2 separate regions of the Gossypium arboreum genome follow, and region 2 is linked to region 1. The links are chromatin contacts, called in public Hi-C maps. All regions are on one chromosome and are shown on one strand. The core of a region is the stretch at or near the end of the contact, and the rest is flanking DNA. Distances in the headings are between cores, read along the strand shown. Region 1 holds the start of LOC108486375 (EIN3-binding F-box protein 1-like). Region 2 holds the start of LOC108485422 (ethylene-responsive transcription factor SHINE 2-like).

What was found. Hi-C and Micro-C count contacts between places; a contact is called where the count stands out from the background.
Region 2: a contact with region 1 is called in a Hi-C map of leaf, with 3 times the contacts expected there. The contact joins the promoter of LOC108485422 here to the promoter of LOC108486375 in region 1. A contact is called at or near these places in 2 of 5 Hi-C or Micro-C datasets (both in leaf).

Annotation. Positions count from the first base shown.
Region 1 is chr6:102,916,460-102,920,606 of ASM2569848v2, forward strand. It overlaps LOC108486375 (EIN3-binding F-box protein 1-like), which reads right to left and starts at 1,276. Exons shown (of 2, transcript XM_017790409.2): 1 at 822-1,276; 2 at 1-3. The coding sequence starts at 846.
Region 2 is chr6:103,133,480-103,137,986 of ASM2569848v2, forward strand. LOC108485422 (ethylene-responsive transcription factor SHINE 2-like) reads left to right here and starts at 1,392. Exons shown (of 2, transcript XM_017789260.2): 1 at 1,392-1,582; 2 at 1,696-2,484. The coding sequence starts at 1,503. The coding sequence ends at 2,251.

The DNA.
Region 1 (4,147 bases), core at 26-2,525:
TTCCTGCAAACCAATACAAAGAACAACTATGAGATCAACGAAGCAAATTACAAGAAAACCGAGCTAAAATTTTTGAAAGATGTTTATTGATCAAATAGCACTTGTCTAGGAACCTAAGAACAACATAAGGAGGCTAACAAAGAAACCTAAGAATATTTAACTTTCACACCATACAAGATCTATGAACTAGATGGAGCTTATAACTCAGAAAGTCCATCTCAGATGTAGTCCTGTCCTATGTAACTGAACAAACAACCTACTGCCTAAAAGACAGTCGTCCGAACAGATCCAGTCAGAATAGACCTGATCTACAACCAAAACTCCTTTATTGCTTTCAAGTAGAAAGAATCATTAAACCATAAAAGAAATTAAGGTAAGAAACATCCTCAAAGTTCGTGCATAACATCAAAATCTCTTCACATCTTTGACAGTTGAGGGTTAATCTAATAAGTGGCATGAAAAAAAAATGAACAATCAGACTTGTGCCAGAGGCACCTAATCTACAACTAGAATCACCTAAAGGCTGCTAATTTTTTCCTCCCTTATCTAACTGAATTAACTAATTTACAACCAAGACTAAAAAATTCCACATTTATCCAGTCAACCAAATACCATGAAACAAAAAATCTTTGCTAAAAGGCTATTAAAACCATCCATGATACTTTTACAATAATGATAAAGACGAGTACCCTAAGTTACCTAAGATATCTCAAAAATCCAAAATTTGTTCATATAAAGAAAAAGGGTATCCACATATAAGACAACAGCTGAGAATTACAAAAAAAAATAATAATAATAACTAGCAAACATGAAGAGCTTACCACTAAAAGCAAAGAGCTTTGACATGAGTACAGCTCAAAAAACCCCGGGAGGTCAAATATGCACTGTTCCACGCCCAAAAACCCTCCAAAGAGAGACAAAAAAAGAGACCCAAAAAGGAAGAAGGCAAAAACGTCACCGTGTATGGCTTGAATACACGAATGCATGAGAAAGATTGGAGCTTGAAGATGATTGGAACCCTATTAGATAGGGCAAAAAAAAGAGTGAAAGAAAGAAACTGTGGAGAATGAGAAATGAAAGATGAGAGGTAAAGGAAAAAAGGGGTTGGTTTTATGATGAGAGGAGAGAGGCTTGGGTATGTGATAATACACTGGAAAGATACCCACATGCAATGTATTTGAGCAAAAATGTCGTTTTATTTATTTTTTTTTTCCTTCAATACTCTCTATCTTCTCCCCCACCACCATTTTCAATACCACTAACCACTTTTTCTTTTGTTGGTTTTTTTATAATTGGCCTTTTTGTTGTTATGTTCCCTTTATTATCTTAAAATTGAGTCTATTTTAATTGGTCCCTTTATTTTACAAGAATTAAGAGGTTAGTCCTCCTACTTTAATTCGTTAAGGTATTTCCCTTTTGCTTTACGAAAATTAATAATAGTTAAATAATTTATATGTAAATCAACAATTCAACTATTTATATTTACGACATCAGTAAAATAATAATTAAACAAATTATATGAAACAAATTAATAAAAATCACCGATTCAAATTCATGTATTACCATAATTAAACTAACTTCTTGACTTTCGAACTAAATTTTGACAAATAAAATAGGGGAGTAATTTCTGGATTTTATACTACCATTTATCTTTCTGATCATAGTGAAATTTCAATTATAATCTTACTGTTTTCTTGTTCTCCGATCATAAATTGTCAATTTGAAATATAGATGTCTTTTTTTCTCTCATAAATCCATGAAAAGTTACTAATATGTGAAGCAATTCCATAGAAATATAGTATTTTGTCTATGCCATATGTTCAACTTTTTTTAATTGCATAAATGATAGGTATTTTCCTTATATGATCTATGTTAAGCTTCGGTTTTGTAGGTAGAAACTAAATAACTTATGATATAAATTAAATCATTGTTAAAAATATGATAATTTAAAGTATCAAATTTTATATAAAATAAATTATTGATATTATAATTTTGCGTAAAATATAGGGTTAATATATACTCTTTGGTACATGAGTTTGTCTTTAATTATATTTAATTTGGTACTTAAGTTTTTTCTCCAATTTGGTACTTAAGTTTAGCTTCAATATTCGATACCTAAATTCTTTTAATTTGATGTAATTAAGTACTTGAGTTTGACTTTGATGTTCAATTTGATACCTGAGCTCTTTTTTTCCCAATTAAGTACCTATGCATTTTTTACTAAAATGCACGAGTTAAACATTCATTGGATTATATGATTTTGTTTGGTATGGATACCAAATTGAACATTAAAACTAAACTAAGGTGACAAATGATATATTAACCCTAAAATATATAATATAAAAACAACCCAAATATATAAAAGGCTAAAATATGGTTTGAGTCCCTATACTCTTCCTGCATTTTAAATTTAGTCCATCAACTTTTTATTTCCAGGGATTTAGTCCCTCTTCTTTTCAGATTTCAAATTTAAGTCTAATTATTAACACTATTAAAATTATTTTGTTGAATTTGTTTTCGTGACATTTTCAATTTTAAAAAGAAAAAACTCATTTGGTAGCCATGTGACAAGAAAATAATGTTGTAATAAACTTAAATTTAATAAAAGAATTGTAATAGTGCTAACAACTGAACTTACGTTTTAAATTAGAAAAATAAAGAGATTAATTTTTAAAATAAAATAAACAAACTAAAATTCTATAAAAAATTAAAGCATATTTTATGGAATTAAAATTTATAAAATTTTGTTTTTAGACGAGAAATAAATACTCTACGTTTAGACCTGTAGTGATTACAAATAGGAGAAATATTTTAGGGTAAATTGTAAAAATAGTCACTTTTATTTGCTGCAGATTACATTTTAGTGACTTATGTTTGAAACGTTATATTTTAGTCACTTATGTTATCATTTTGTTACGAAGTGGTTACTCTATTGTTAAACTTCGTTACCTCCCTAATGGCAATCCTACATGGCAGTCCAAATTGGTTAAATATCAGCTTCAATATCCAGTTACTAGAATGAAAATAGGTTTTTAATTAAATAAATTTAATTTAGACTACCACGTAGGACATCCAAGTTGGCATTTGAAACCCATTTGGACTGTCCCGTAGGACCGTCACGTAGGATCGTCGTTAGGGAGATAATGGAACTTAACGGTAGAGTGACCACTTTGTAACAAAATGATAATGTAAGTGACTAAAACGTAACATTTCAAATATAAGTTATTAAAATATAATATGAAGCAAACAAAATGACTATTTTTATAGTTTACCTAATATTTTATTATTAGGCATAATTCATTAATTATATAATACTTTTATAAAGGATTCGTCCCAATTCATAGAACTGACTTAATTAAGTAACGTTATCCAACCTTAATTAAGCAACGTTCTGAGTTAAAGCTTTTTTCCGGTCATGCCTTGTTTTTTAAAGCTATACAGCTTTGGGGAACTTTATACAAGAAGGGGGAAGGTAAGAAATAACATTATTACACCTTAAAATGGAAATTTAGCATTTTATTTGAGACAAGAAAGGAAGAGCATGCAAAAATCATTACCAAAAAGTCAAAAAAAACATGTTTTCAAACGTGTCAAATTGTTGGGCTGTTATACGTTATCTTGCGGAATTTAGGAATATGAATATACGTTTATCGAACATGCATGATTAAGATAAGAAAGCAGTGAAATTTATTGCATGAATATACGTTTATCGAACATGCATGATTAAGATAAGAAAGCATTGAAATTTATTGCATGTTAAAAGGATAAATATAAATATTCTTGAACATGCATGATTAAGATAAGAAAGCATTGAAATTTATTGCATGTTAAAAGGATAAATATAAATATTCTTGAGGATTAGGTTTATCCAAGTTCTATATTCTAATTTAATTCTTGATAATAAAAATTAATTTTCACTTGAATCTAAAATTAGTATAAATAAAAACATAAATAATTTGACCCAACCAAACTCCCATTTTAAAAATCGAATTTAAATTATACAATAATCAGCCCAACTGATAAGGTGTTCCAATGAAAATTAAGAGAGGAAGAGGGGAAAGTTTCCTTATTTGGTCCTACCTACCTAATTAATTAAGTTTTTGTTTAGAGTAATTTGGTGGGGGCAGCAATGTGACTTTTGATTACT
Region 2 (4,507 bases), core at 142-2,641, 220 kb after region 1:
ATTAAATTAATTAAAAAAAGATAAACTAAGAAATTAAATCCTTTTAGAAAACTTTTATAAACATATCATATTCTTTAAGGTTTATTTTATATATATTTAATTTAAACAAATATGAGATAAATAATAAATTAAAAAAGGTTTAATCCTTGTATATCACCCAAATTAATAAGTTATAGTCTATATGAATTCTCTTTTACTTAATTGATTGGCATTATAAAAGGAGATAACTTACAAATCATTCAACACAACTTCATAATTTTGAAAGTTTAAAAATCAAAACCTTAAAGAGAAGATTTTGAACACTAGAAACTTTCTCCAAATCTCTGAAAAAATTGAGAACTCAAAAATTTTGAAGAATGTCGCATCAATTCTAGAAAAAGCTACTTCCAATCTTGTTCAACTTTACAAAGAAGTTTAAACTCGTTCTTCAAAATCAAGTCTAGAAAGCTTTTAAGTGGAATTATCTATCCAAAATCAAGTTTTAAAGAAGCTTGGAGCAAATCACTCCCTAATTTGATTGCACCAACATAAAGGAGATAAAAATCATTCTTCGGAATCAAGTCTTGGGAACTTTTGAAGTGAACCTTGTTGACTTAAGATCAAGTTTCAAAGACTCTTAGATCAATTCTCAAACAAACAACTACCCAAACTTGTTTTCAAAATCAAGTTTAAACAACCTTTAGATCGAAGCTTCATTAAACAGAAGAATAAAATGATTTCTTTGTGTTCAAGAAACTTCCAAAATTTTAACTCAAATTTTATAAATAAAATTATTTTATTTGTTCTTAGTTTTTAAGTCTTAATTTTTTACTCCAATTTGTGTGTAAAAATTGTTAATTTTTTATAATATAAATTTCAAATTAATACTTGGCTATTAGATACAAAATTGTTTAGGGTAGTGTTTGGGAATTTAATTTTAAAATTACAATTTGGATTTAAAAATAATGTAAATTAAGAAATAAAATATTTAAAATGTAAGATCCATAATAATTTCTCAAACTTATTAGATTTCTAGTTAGTAGTAATTTTGAATTCCTAATATTTTTAGATTTAATATATTCATATTTTTATACTTGTGGATAACATATGCATTGTATTCTTATCATGAATTTTCAAATCTATATTTCATAGAGGTAGTATTATTTTATCACCGGTTTTTTTTTTCTTTTTTCTTTTGAAATCCAATTAATTTGATTACCTAGCTAGTGAACATTATTAGTACTTACTAGTATAATGAAGAAGATAGTCAAAATGTTATCTAGCTGTTTTTTCTTTCTTTTTCTGTTTTGGAACCTAGTTCTTTCCTGGTGCGTAGGTGGAAATCTTTATTGCAGCAAAGTAGTATACTAATTACCTCGAGACTTTTCCATTAAATACATCTAGACAGCTCACAGCCTCATATATAATTTTTTTCACATTTCCCCCCTCTTAAAAACTGCAACCTCATCACCTTCCATATTTATGATATCTCTGCACTCAAGTCTTTCTCTCCATCACAAGACATGGTACAATCAAAGAAATTCAGAGGTGTTCGGCAGCGTCAGTGGGGCTCTTGGGTTTCCGAAATTCGCCACCCTTTGCTGTAATTACCACACCCACCCACTCACATTATCACCCCATTAATTGCCATAAATATATATGTATATGCTTGTCTGGTTTTATGCTGTGAATTTGATGGTGTTTTTATATTTGCAGGAAGAGAAGGGTATGGCTAGGGACATTCGAGACAGCTGAGGCTGCTGCAAGGGCATATGACCAAGCTGCTATTTTGATGAACGGCCAAAATGCAAAGACCAATTTCCCCAAGGCTGCTCACCCTGGTGAACAAAATGCTCGTGGTGGTGGTGGTGGCGGTGATGATGATGATGATGATGATCGGTCTCCATTGCCCCCTAAGGCCTTGGCCGAGCTTTTGAATGCTAAGCTGAGGAAGTGTTGCAAAGACCAATCTCCTTCTTTGACTTGCCTCAGGCTCGATACCGATAATGCTCATATAGGTGTTTGGCAAAAGCGTGCAGGGAATCGATCGAGTTCCAATTGGGTCATGAGGGTTGAGCTTGGGAATAAGAAGGTTGATACCCCGGCGTCCGGAGACAGAAGGACACTGTCGCCGGGGTCGTCAACTACGGCGGATGAGATCGAAGCCGGGAACCTAATGGGGGAAGAAGATAGGATTGCACTGCAGATGATAGAAGAATTACTCAATTGGAATTGTCCCGTGACTTCTTCAACTTCTCTAATTGGAGTTTAAGTGTGTTATAGCTACTTAAAAACATATATGATATTGTGAACAGCGCAGTGGTGAAGTCCCATTGCTAGATATAAAAAAAGAATTTCTACTCAAAAGTCCTTTTAGCATTTTACCCTTTCAAGGTCATAAGTCATTGTTCTACCATCCCCGCATGTAAAACTGGTTGTGAAATTTTACAATATGAAAGCAAATGTAGATCACCACCTACATAACTGTTTAAACTTCGAATTTAATCCAAGCTTTCATGTCTGTTTATCTGTCATAGATTCCACAACCTTAAAAACTGGTCTACTTGCTCCAGTAACTTCGAATTAGCCGTCTTTTTACTGTCTGCTTTTAGTCCATCTATTGTAATCTATCACCTCTCAACATTGTATATTAAACTTTTAATTGGTATATAATTAAAAGGGCACTCTTATCTTTTGTTTTTTTTTCTTTGGTGTATATGAAATCTATAAAATATCTATGAGATGTTTAAAATCTCAATTTTATTATTTCAATCAAACCTTTCATTTAATTTTTGCATCAAGTTCTCCCTTTTTCCCCATATATTTGTTGCTAACAAGTGTCTGCCATATACATTAAACAACAAGGTCCCTCAAGTCCAATCCAAACTTGCTTATTCTCCTACTTTATCCTTATCATGAACATGAGCATCTCTTTAACATATAAGATCCCCAAATATTGCATAAATATAGGCTCAAAGTCGCGAAATAAAACTTAAACTAACTTAAATTAAATTATTAATTTTTCGAAAAGGCTAATCTTTTTTTTTTTTTCCATTTAACAAAATTATTTGGAGTAAGAGTGCAATTGAACCATTTAAGTAAGGTCAAGGCCATACCGATCCTAGATTTCCCTATGAATCAATTAAGCTAATTTCCATTAGTTAACAATAAAATAATTTGTGGAGCATAAAATCATGCAAAATTATTGGATTGGATATTATTGAAAGCTACTTACAATGAGTAATCATCTAATTAATTCAGATTTGTATTTGCTTTCAGTATAAAATTGAGAATGATGTTTTAAGAGTTATGATAAACTCCCTTTTAATTCCCCTATCCTATATACGTATGCCTACCCAAATATTTGTCTCTCAGAACACTAGAAAACCAGTCAAAAAGGCAAAGAAAAAGATATGCAATTCATGCTTTAGTTTCATGGCCTTTGAGAAAATATCGAAAATCATTTTCTTTATTAAATCGGATTCGATTTTAATGTTTATTTTCGATTCACAGAATATACAATTACTATTATTCGAATTAAACTAATTATATTTTTATTTAATTTATAATTTTTATAACATAAAATTATTATATATAAATTAGTGAAAATCACCTTAAAATTTATATAAAATTTTCTCAAGATTTTTAAAATTAATTAACTAAATTGAATACTGTAACATAATACCATAAGATAACTGCAATTTAAAAAGAACAATCCAAACCAATTACCACCCTACTCTACTCGTAATCAATAATTTTTATAAAAGATATTGAATAATATTGCTTAATGAAAATGAAATACACTGACTATTTTAATATATGATTTAAACGATTAGAGCCTGCCTTTACATTGAAACCTTAGCTACTTAAATATTATAGCCATTGGTATGGAAACAACAAACAATATATGTTAAGATAACGACATCCATATTCTCATCAATTAAACAATTCAAACCTTTATTAAAAGCATTTGGATTAATTGCACTAAACCTCTGCATTTCATTGCTCCGATTCTAATTCGACACTAAATTTCAAACCTTTCTAATTAATTCCTTATTCTATTAGTCAAGCCTTTCAATTAGTCATGTAGTTGTCAATTTAGGTGTTAAATGCCAAATCAAATTTGACATAAAATGTATTTAAAACATGCGGACCATTTATAAACATTTGTATACTATATAGATAGCTTCGCTTTAACATGTTAAAAAGCCATTCAATACCATTAAAATTTAGGATGGATATATATATATATATATATATATATATATATATATTCTTTTTAACACTTTGATTCTAGTTGTCCATGTAGTAGGTACACATATGTTTACAATTTGACACAGGTGTTCTAAATACACTCCACATCATATTTGAGTAGCATTTAACGCCAAGTGAGGATGCTTGCAAGGGCAAGCATGGGTCTACCCTCTCTCCCTCAAATGGTAAAATTTCTTTTAGAACCTTTAAGAAATTCTAAAATCGTAAGTTAATACAATCATAAAAATACAATTTAACCCTCAAATTGATAAAA